Linked DNA regions of Sus scrofa: all the other regions are linked to region 1. The links are chromatin contacts, called in public HiChIP or PLAC-seq maps. All regions are on one chromosome and are shown on one strand. Each heading gives the region's core, a stretch centred on a gene start, on an enhancer-like site or on the middle of the called end of the contact. The rest is flanking DNA. Distances are from core to core; before and after follow the strand shown. Region 1 holds the start of NDUFV1 (NADH dehydrogenase [ubiquinone] flavoprotein 1, mitochondrial). Region 2 holds the start of CDK2AP2 (cyclin-dependent kinase 2-associated protein 2). Region 3 holds the start of LOC100739508 (glutathione S-transferase P-like).

Region 1 (3,016 bases), core at 206-2,705:
TCACGACCACAGACAAGAAATGAAACCTCTGTGGGCCCTGATTTTTTTTTTTTTTCATGTAGAAAATGGAGTTTGAGTTCCCTTTGTGGCTCAGTGGTTAACGAACCTGACTAGGATCCATGAGAATGCCAGTTCAATCCCTCACCTTGCTCAGAGGGTTAAGGATCTGGTATTGCTGTGAGCTGTGGTGTAGGTTGCAGACGCGGCTCGGATCCCGAGTTGCTGTGGCTGTGGCATAGGCCAGCAGCTGTAGCTGTGATTCGACCCCTAGCCTGGGAATTTCCACATGTTGCAGGTGTGGCCCTAAAAAGCAAAAAACAAAAAACAAAACAAACAAACAGAGAAAGAAAGAAAAGAAAATAGAAAATGGAGTTGATACTATCCACCAAGACTACTGTGGGGAATATATGAGAAAACAAAGTCACATTCCTTTGTAAGCAGCACATTTCTGGAGACCTACGGATAATTACAGGACAAGAGACTTGAGGATGTGGGGGGGAGACCGGAAAGGACATGCTAACCATAGGCCTCAGAGCCAAAGGGTTTCAGAGGACTGACAAAGAGTAAGTCAGGCTTCAAGGATTCAAGAGAAGGCAAAGAACTGTGGACCTTCTCAGGTCACAGGAGCATGGAGGATGGTGGTGGTGCAGGGGACAGAGACGCCCTAAAGCCCCCAAAGGAAGAAGCCTTGGTAGGATGGGGCATGATGTGGCCTGGGCCTGACCCTGCAGGGGATGGGCAAAGTCCTTAAATGCCAGGTTATGGCCTGGCTGAGAAGGCAGTGGGGGGCACGCCGGGATTTTGACCAGAAGCGCCAAGTGCCAAACTCTCCTGATGTGGACTGAAGGAACGGCTGGCAGAATTTAGCAGCATGAGAAAGAGGACGTGCCACCCACTGACCATCTCCACCCTCTGGGCCGCAACCCCAACCTACTTAGGACTCCAGCTAGACACACCTCCTCTGGAGAGACCTCCGCCAGCAGCCCCTGCCTGCCCTGGAGCGGCCCCGTTCCTTGTGGCTAAAGAGCAATCCTTCCCTGAGCCCAGGGGTGCTCGTCGTGGGTGAGGGGCAAAAATCACAGACGCGCATTCATGAGGGTCGGGCTGTAACCGATCAGATTTCTCCTCCTCCCCTCATACACCTGTGCATACCACGGAGCACACAAAATGCGGAACCTGTAGAAAGTAGAAAACACCAGAATCCAGCAGAAGGTGACATGCGTGGTTTGTTCACAGGGAGGCCGAAAGATCTGAGGGTCCCGGGCGAATGTGAAAAAGCAGAGCAGGAGAGGAAGAGATTAATCGCCAGCCCCGCGGAGGTAGAAAGGACAGCCTCGCCGACGTAGAAAAGTACACAGAACTGCATCTCCCAGCAGCCTCAGCGCCAGACAGGCCACTTCCGGCCTCTCCGCCCTCCTACGAGGAGGCGGGGCCAAGGGCGGGGGTGCGAGCGGCGCAGGGAAGCTTGGGCGCGCCGCCGGCGCCCTGGCGCGTGACGTTCTTCCTGTGCGCCGCCTAGCGTCTCGGTCGCGCCGGTTCCTCAGCCTCAGAGCTGTGAAGGTGACAGCGGGAGGTGACCAGGTTGGCTCCCGCGATGCTGGCGGCACGGCGATTGCTCGGCGGGTCGCTCCCCGCGCGAGTATCTGTGCGTTTCAGCGGCGACACGGTGAGGCCCAGCTTGGCTTGGGCCAGGAGTGCTCGCGGGCCGGGTCTCGCGGCCGCACCTGTGCGCGCGCCTTTCCTGGGGGCTGTTAGTGCTTTCTGGACAAACCCTCATCTTCCCAGCCGGGTGGAAGGATGCCGATCCTGCCTGGGTGTAGAAGGGGAACAGGGACAAACGGGAGGCTGATACACCCCCGCCCCCAGCCCTTGGCTTCCCTTATATAATAGGGGCGCGACCTAGCAGAACATTTTGCAGGCGGCATCGCGTCCTTGGGCCATTCCTTCCTCGCCACAACCTTGTAGGGCGTGAAGGTGCCATTGCCCCATTTTACAGATGCAGAAAAGATCGGCATCTTTGGAGAGGGACTTGCGCCTCTTCATTCCTTCTTCAGCGCTCTGCTCCTTATATTGTTTTTTAAGGCGATGGGTGTTGGGAAGCCTGGTCCCCTTAGCCTTCAGCTGGGTCATATGGAATTCCAGACCTCATCTCTCCACAGTTTTATCCCGAGCAGACCTCCCTCTGTCATTTTGTGTCCCAGCCCCAGTGAGGCATTTCTTTTCCTTCAGAAAACACATTTTGTTTCCAGCAAAGTTGAGTGATGTAAGACTTTGGCCTAACCAAGTTTTGGTCCAGTGGCACGGCCAGACCAGTAAATGGACATGACATCACATTGGGACCAGGGAGGTAGTGCGGTGCTGTGGTTTAGGGGTGGGCTTTGGCCATGTCCAGACCTGAGCTTAGATTCCTCTGCTGCTTTGGGGTGTGGGCCCTTCCATAATTCCATTTTGCTCTGAGCCTCAGTTTCCTCTTCTATAAAATGGGAATCATTCCCATCTCAGAGTTATGAAGATACAATGGGCTTTGGATATAAGTTGCTTAGCCTTGTGCCTGCTCACGGGAAGTGGTGGTGGTAGCTACAATGCTGCGAAGGGTTCTAAGGCTTAGGTCCCCACCCTCCTCCCAGCCCAGCCCTATAATCAGGGACACCCAAGAATCTGTACCTTCTGACCTGGCGCCTGTGACCTCAGAGCTCTGCTGAGCCTGCTGACCCTCTGTGTCCCCAGACAGCGCCCAAGAAAACCTCATTTGGCTCGCTGAAGGATGAAGACCGGATCTTCACCAACCTGTATGGCCGCCATGACTGGAGGTAGGATGGTGCCCTTAGGCTGGTGGGTCCCAAGGCAGGGCCTCCCCTCACTGCCTTACCCACTCTGTCCAGACTGAAAGGTGCCCAGAGCCGCGGTGACTGGTACAAGACAAAGGAGATTCTGCTGAAGGGACCTGACTGGATCCTGGGTGAGGTCAAGACGTCGGGCTTGCGGGGCCGTGGAGGCGCTGGCTTCCCCACCGGCC
Region 2 (3,016 bases), core at 358-2,857, 61 kb before region 1:
CTCTTGCTGCCAGCATAGGTGGGTCGGATCTCTTTGCCCATCTCCTCTATGACCGACAGCAGGTCCGTGTAAGTGCTCTGGGAGCCCTGGGCGCCAGGTGGTTTCATTGCCTGTGTCAAAGGAGAACACGGCAGTGAGCTCAGGCCAAGAGGGGGGCTCCAGTCCTCCTCCACAGGCAATCCTATGGAAGATCCTAGGCTCCACTCACCTGCACATAGCCCATGGAGGGCGGTCCAAAGTCGTTAAACAGAGGTCTGAAAGGAGCAGCAGCTCCCGGCACCGAGCCCGACGGCGATGGGACACTTCCAGCTGCAACAGGCGCGAGTGAGAGGTCAGCGCGGGGTAGGGACGCCTCGTCCCGGCGCTCCAAGCCCCGGACCAGATTCGCCCGATTACCTCCAAAGGGATGCTTGGCTTCACGCTGCTAAACTTCAGGACAAACCCCTCCCCCTGTGCTTCACCAACAAGCCCTACGTGACCACGCCCACATCACAGGCCAGTAAACTGAGGCTCAGCGAGGGTAGCCGGCAGGCCCACTACTGCAGAACTCAGGCCGTCCTCTCTTCGAGACCTCCACCGCCCGGACAGGCGAGCAGGGGTGGAGCTGGATCCTCACCTGTAGGGACCGGGGTGCCGGGCCCAGGGGTGCTGGAGCCCGGGGTGCTGCTGGGGGCGGGGGCGATGGGTTTGTAGGACATCCCCAACTCCTGGGTGCGGCAGACGCCGGCCGGCCGCTCCTCCCGGGTTGGCTGCCTGGCCGCTTAGCTGCGCTCTGATTGGCAAGCCGGCAGCACGCCCCTGGTAAATAGAGCTCAGGCCGGAAGGGCGGGCGGGCACGAAGGCTCCTTCACTCCTGATTGGTGCGCGAAGACGTCACTCGGGCCTTGTCATTGGCCGAGGCCGGCCCCAACAGGCCGCAACCGCTTCTGATTGGTCTCCGCCTTCCGGACCTCGCACCTGTCTGCTCCGGATTGGGTAGTGGTCGATGCCCTCCGCAATTGGCGAGTTCGCGGCCCGGGCCGGCGCGCTCTCAATCCGATTAGTCCCAAAACGCGAGAGGCGGAGCCTCGGAAGCCGGACCTGGGTCCGGTCCGCCGCGGTTCGAGCCCGGCGGGGCTTCCCGGGCGCGGTTGTCGTCCTCACGCCTCACTCACGTTGCTTTGTACGTCACCTTTCCGCTGCCGTCCCGGTTCAGCTGGGGCTGCTGTCGTCGCCGCCGTCGCCGCCGCTGCCGCGCGCGCGCGCGCGCCTTTCCGCCGCTCCGAGTGCGGGAGGACGCAGGGCTTTGACGTTCCCAGCCCTGCGCCCCACCCCGTGCGCTTTTACGTCACCTTTCACCGGTTCAACAACCTGTCCCCGACCCGCGCATGCGCCCTCTTAGGGCCTCGTTTGTTCCCATGGCAACGGACCCCTCACCAATGCTGCTGACACGCCTCTTCCTCGCAATTGCCTGGACCTCGGGTCCTGCCCCTCTTCCAACTACCTGGACCTCAACCTGCCCTCCTCCCCCAAGGCCCCACGCCGGTGCCCCATAATGATAATAGCGGGAACAGCTAATCTTAAATACTTACGGCATCCCGGGTTCTGTACCACGGACGGTCCTGGATCAGGGACTACAGCAGCATCTGGGGTCAGACTGATGGGTCTAATCGCACCCTCAGCCCCCACCCCCACTTGCCCTTGGGCAAGTTACCTCCCTAGGCCTCAACTTCCTCATCTGTGAAATGGGGACGCTAGGAACAACCATCTCCTAGGATTGTTGTGTGGATTAAACGAATAGTCATAAAATGCTTATGTTTCATTCTCCTCTTCCCTATCCATTTCTCTATCCAGACCCCTCTCCTCAAATCTCATTCCTCACAACCTGAGATCTTAGACTCTCCTCCAAACCGTAACCCTTTTTTCCCAGGCTACTTCTCAAAACCTCTCTGGCTTTGTGTACCGGTCATGTCCAGGACATTCATTCATTCGTTCATTCAGCAAACATTTTGATTCCATCCCCCATCTTCGGCTTTATGCTGGACACTGATATGGAAGTGAACTGGCCATGGCTTCTGTCCTCCAGGAGCTCCTAGTCTCAAGGAGAGACAGACAGGGAAGCAAAAGCACACAATGGACTAAGGCAATGTGGAGACTGGGACAGGGAGCATTGGAACTTAGGGGAAGTGTGACATCACAGAAGTTTTCCCAGAGAGGCACCACTCAACAGGTGAATGGACAGATAAACTGAGCAGTCGCCATACAATCAACTATTATTCAGCAATAAAAGGAAATCATCTATCTATAGCCTTGAAAAGATATAGACACAGTGCTGAGAAGCCAGTCTGAAAAAGCCACATACTGTATGATCCCAAATGTACGGCATTCCGCAAAAGGCAAATTGATACAGAAGGTAAAAAAAATGACTGGTTGCCAAGGGTGCTGGGGTGAGGGGGTGCTGGGTAGAGGGGGGAGGGGTAAAATTGAACAGGGGGAGCAGAGGGGATGGGGGGGCATGAAGTGATTATGTATGATGCTGTAATGGTACATGCAAGACCTTGACAGTTACCAAAGAGTAAACTTTTTCATTTAGAAGGTCAGGCGATCCGAGGGTGGAAAGCAGAATATGACAAAAGAATCTAGCTGTATTGCAAATGTAGGAACAGCCTCACTGAAGGGGGTGGGGGAATCAGGTGCTAATCTGGAAATCAGTGGAGTCTGGAGGAACAAAGACAAAAAGATCTGCACGTAAGCACTGGACCCTGGTTGATGACGCGGTTTCCCATGGGGGATGGGTTGACAATTCTGAAACCACTGCACACGTACACTGGAATTCAAAATTAAATAAGTGTAGAACGAATGGCTTCTCACTGTTGGAATGAGGAGTTACAGGTAGCAAGGGAAGGAGGTTAGAATAGTCCATGGGCTAATGGATTGGAGTTGGAGCTCTCAATAGGAGCTCATGTTTAGCTTGACATAAATACAGTTGGTTACATACAGAAATATTTTTTTCTTTCTTTTTACGGCCACACTCACG
Region 3 (3,016 bases), core at 179-2,678, 45 kb before region 1:
AAGCGGCCACTGGAACACCATAGCATAGTGCCAGGCCGGCCTGGGGCAGCCTGCCAGGGACCCTGAGCTCGGTGGCTGGAGGGTGTGAGCTGGCAGGAGGCTGGCCACACTGGGTGTCTGTCCCTCTCCTGGGTCTGGGATGCTCGTTCACAAAAGAAGTGCATGAACCTCTCTGAGCCTTGCTGTCCTCTTCTGCATAATGGGAACAAGACTCCCTCCCTCCCAGGGCGTGGTGGAGATGAGACCATTTATAGGAAAGCTCTTTGTAAGCTGCTGGGCAGATGTTCCACCAGCGGTGGGTCAGGGAGAGAACCTAGCTCCGGTGCCACCTCCCCCACCCCCTCCCAGCCCCCAGCAGCTGTGGGCTCCGCTGAGGCTCAGGGAGGCCCCCGATTCGGCGTGCTGGGTGTCTGGCATGCTTTGCTGGCTACTTCCGCACCTGGGAAGGACACCTGTCCTCTTTGCTTGTGCCTCTGATGGGGAGACCAGGCTGAGAGGGGCCAGGCTCAGCCAGGCCCCAGTTCCTAAGGAAGACACTCACACCCACGGAGGACCCCCTACCCTCACCCCCGGCACCCTGAAGGACAATCAGGAGCACGGGGCTGGGGCTACAGGTGGGCCTGCAGGGAGGCAGGGAAACCCTCCCAGGTCCAGGAGGGCCTGCTTATTCCAGTCCCTTTTCTTTCCAGCCACGGGAAGCCCCAGGCTCAGCCAGTATTTTAAGGGTACAGAGCTCAGACTCAATCAAAAATGGTTTGGAGCGGAGTTCCCGTCATGGCGCAGTGGAAACAAATCTGACTAGGAACCATGAGGTTGCAGGTTCGATTCCTAGCCTTGCTCAGTGCGTTAAGGATCCAGCGTTGCCTCGAGCTGTGGTGTAGGTCGCAGACACGGCTTGGATCCCATGTTGCTGTGGCTCTGGCGCAGGCCGGCGGCTACAGCTCCGATTTGACCCCTAGCCTGGGAATCTCCATATGCCATGGGAGTGGCCCTAGGAAAGGCAGAAAGACAAAAAAATAAAATAAAAAAATAAAAAAGTTTTGGAGAAGGCCAAGGGTTCCTTCAAGGCCTTGCAGAAGGGAAGAAAACAAGGGTTAAAACTGAGGCCCCTGATGCCAACCAGACGTTGTGACCTCCGGAAAGTCACTCAGTGCATGGGGTTCCTCCGCTGTAACATGGAATCAGAACAGGATCAAGTCTTAGGGTTGCAATATCTGTAAAATTCTCAAGGCAGCCCTCAGTCCCCAAGGCTCGGCTGTTATTATCAAGGAGAAGCCATGTGGAAATGGATATTTATTAAAATTGCATGCATTCGAGCCAAAAAGCATTTATGAAGCACCTGCTGTGTGCTGGTGCTGAGGCGCTCAGTCCTGACCCTCTGTGGACGCTCTGTGAGGATGCGGCGTGTTCGGATGCGGCGTGTTCGGATGCGGCGTGTTCGGATGCGGCTAGGGACTAGGGACTGGGTGTTGCTAAGTCTGGATGCCTCCGGTAAAGCCGCCGGCCTGCAGGCGGGGTGCATCCCCGCAGCGAGCAGGTGCGCCCCTCCGGCTCTGCCTCCCAATCAGCCGCACCAGAAAGGCTGCGTGACTTGGCACATTCCCAGGGTGGAGCGCCGGGGGTGGAGCAGGACGGTAAATATAAGGCCTCCGGGTCCTCCCCACTTCCTGCCACACTTGCCCGCCGCCGCCGCCAGTGAGTAGCTTTGGGGCCGGGTCGGGGGCGGGGCCTGGCTGAGCCACCCCTTCTGCTGGGGGTCTGACCCCCCGGGTCCGGGGAGGGGGTGTGGGGGGTCCTCCTTCATCGTCCGTCCGGTCTGTCTGTCTGTCCGTCTCTCCTAGTGCCGTCTTACACCATCGTCTACTTCCCGGCCCGAGGTGAGGTCCCTGCTCCTTCAGGAGGGCGAAGGGCACAGGCCGGACCTCCGGGCTGCAGCCGGTGCTCGGGGCTCGGCCCTGGACCACAGGCCAATGAAGCCGGTCGCCGCGGGCGGGGCCAAGATCGCGGAACCTCCCAGACCCGCTTTCCCCGCGGCTGCATCCTCTCGGCTGCATCGTCTGTGCGCTTTACTTCATCCGTCTCTGGTCCCTTCCTGGCGCACTGTGGGCCGGGTCTCGCCTTTGTCCCCTCTCGCCAAGACACTGTTGGGGCCTTGGGCTCCACTCTTTCTGGCCAGTTCATCTCCGCAGCAGGCTCAGAAGCTAGAGTTTCTGTCTTGTCCCCACGCCCAGTTCCCACACTGCTGACTCCCCCAGAGCCCTGCAAGGCTGGGGTCTCTGCCCGGCCGCGCTACCCCATCGTCCCCTCCCCCAGGACGCTGTGAGGCCATGCGCATGCTGCTGGCTGACCAGGGCCAGAGCTGGAAGGAGGAGGTGGTGACCAAGGAGACCTGGCTCCAGGGCCCACTCAAGGCCACCTGCGTGAGTGACCTCACCCAGGCAGGGGCAGGTGCTGGGCCTTTGGAGGGAGACCCTAGGGTGGGAGGTGGCAAACTCGGCATCCCCCCCACCGATCTGTGCTTCTCCCAGCTGTATGGGCAGCTCCCCAAGTTCCAGGACGGAGACCTCACCCTGTACCAGTCCAATGCCATCCTGCGCCACCTGGGCCGCTCCTTGGGTGAGTCCTGAGGTCGAAGGCAGCCCAGTCCAGAAAAGTGCCTGACAGGTCACGCTGAGATGTCCTGGGGCTTTGAGCTGCTGCCACCAGCCCCGCGGCCGGAAGGCAGGCCAGATGGCCCTTGAAGAAAGGGCCAGGCCTGGGTTAGGAGGCCTCTGGGTCATAGGGCTGGGGCTGCCAGTCCCCCGAGGCAGGGGCCATCCAGCCCTGGCTAGCCCCCAGCCAGGCAGTGCCTCGTAGGTTCACTGCGCCTGTTTCCTGGATGACAGCTCAGAGCTGGTCACCAGCCACCGCGTGTGTGCTTAGGCTTGAGGCCATTGTGGATGTGACCGCAGGATTCCCAGCAGATCCCTGCCCATCTCCTCCTGCTCTGGCCTCACCCGAATCTGGAGAACTGCGC

Evidence for each region. HiChIP or PLAC-seq counts read pairs in DNA pulled down with a chosen protein or histone mark.
Region 2: a contact with region 1 is called in an H3K27ac HiChIP or PLAC-seq map of alveolar macrophages. The contact joins the promoter of CDK2AP2 here to the promoter of NDUFV1 in region 1. A contact is called at or near these places in 1 of 5 promoter capture datasets (fetal liver), 5 of 47 Hi-C or Micro-C datasets (alveolar macrophages, fetal liver, heart right ventricle and 2 more) and 1 of 2 datasets of contacts at active chromatin or transcription factors (alveolar macrophages).
Region 3: a contact with region 1 is called in an H3K27ac HiChIP or PLAC-seq map of alveolar macrophages. The contact joins the promoter of LOC100739508 here to the promoter of NDUFV1 in region 1. A contact is called at or near these places in 1 of 5 promoter capture datasets (fetal liver), 3 of 47 Hi-C or Micro-C datasets (blood, fetal liver and retroperitoneal adipose tissue) and 1 of 2 datasets of contacts at active chromatin or transcription factors (alveolar macrophages).

The regions. Positions count from the first base shown.
Region 1 is chr2:4,962,650-4,965,665 of Sscrofa11.1, reverse strand. NDUFV1 (NADH dehydrogenase [ubiquinone] flavoprotein 1, mitochondrial) reads left to right here and starts at 1,455. Exons shown (of 10, transcript XM_003122438.5): 1 at 1,455-1,666; 2 at 2,728-2,810; 3 at 2,883-3,016. The coding sequence starts at 1,595. LOC110259233 (a long non-coding RNA gene) reads right to left here and starts at 1,402. Exons shown (of 2, transcript XR_002341426.1): 1 at 1,177-1,402.
Region 2 is chr2:5,023,847-5,026,862 of Sscrofa11.1, reverse strand. CDK2AP2 (cyclin-dependent kinase 2-associated protein 2) reads right to left here and starts at 1,607. Exons shown (of 4, transcript XM_005660628.2): 1 at 397-1,607; 2 at 209-309; 3 at 1-110. The coding sequence starts at 223.
Region 3 is chr2:5,007,659-5,010,674 of Sscrofa11.1, reverse strand. LOC100739508 (glutathione S-transferase P-like) reads left to right here and starts at 1,428. Exons shown (of 7, transcript XM_005660621.3): 1 at 1,428-1,695; 2 at 1,842-1,877; 3 at 2,314-2,420; 4 at 2,529-2,616. The coding sequence starts at 1,428.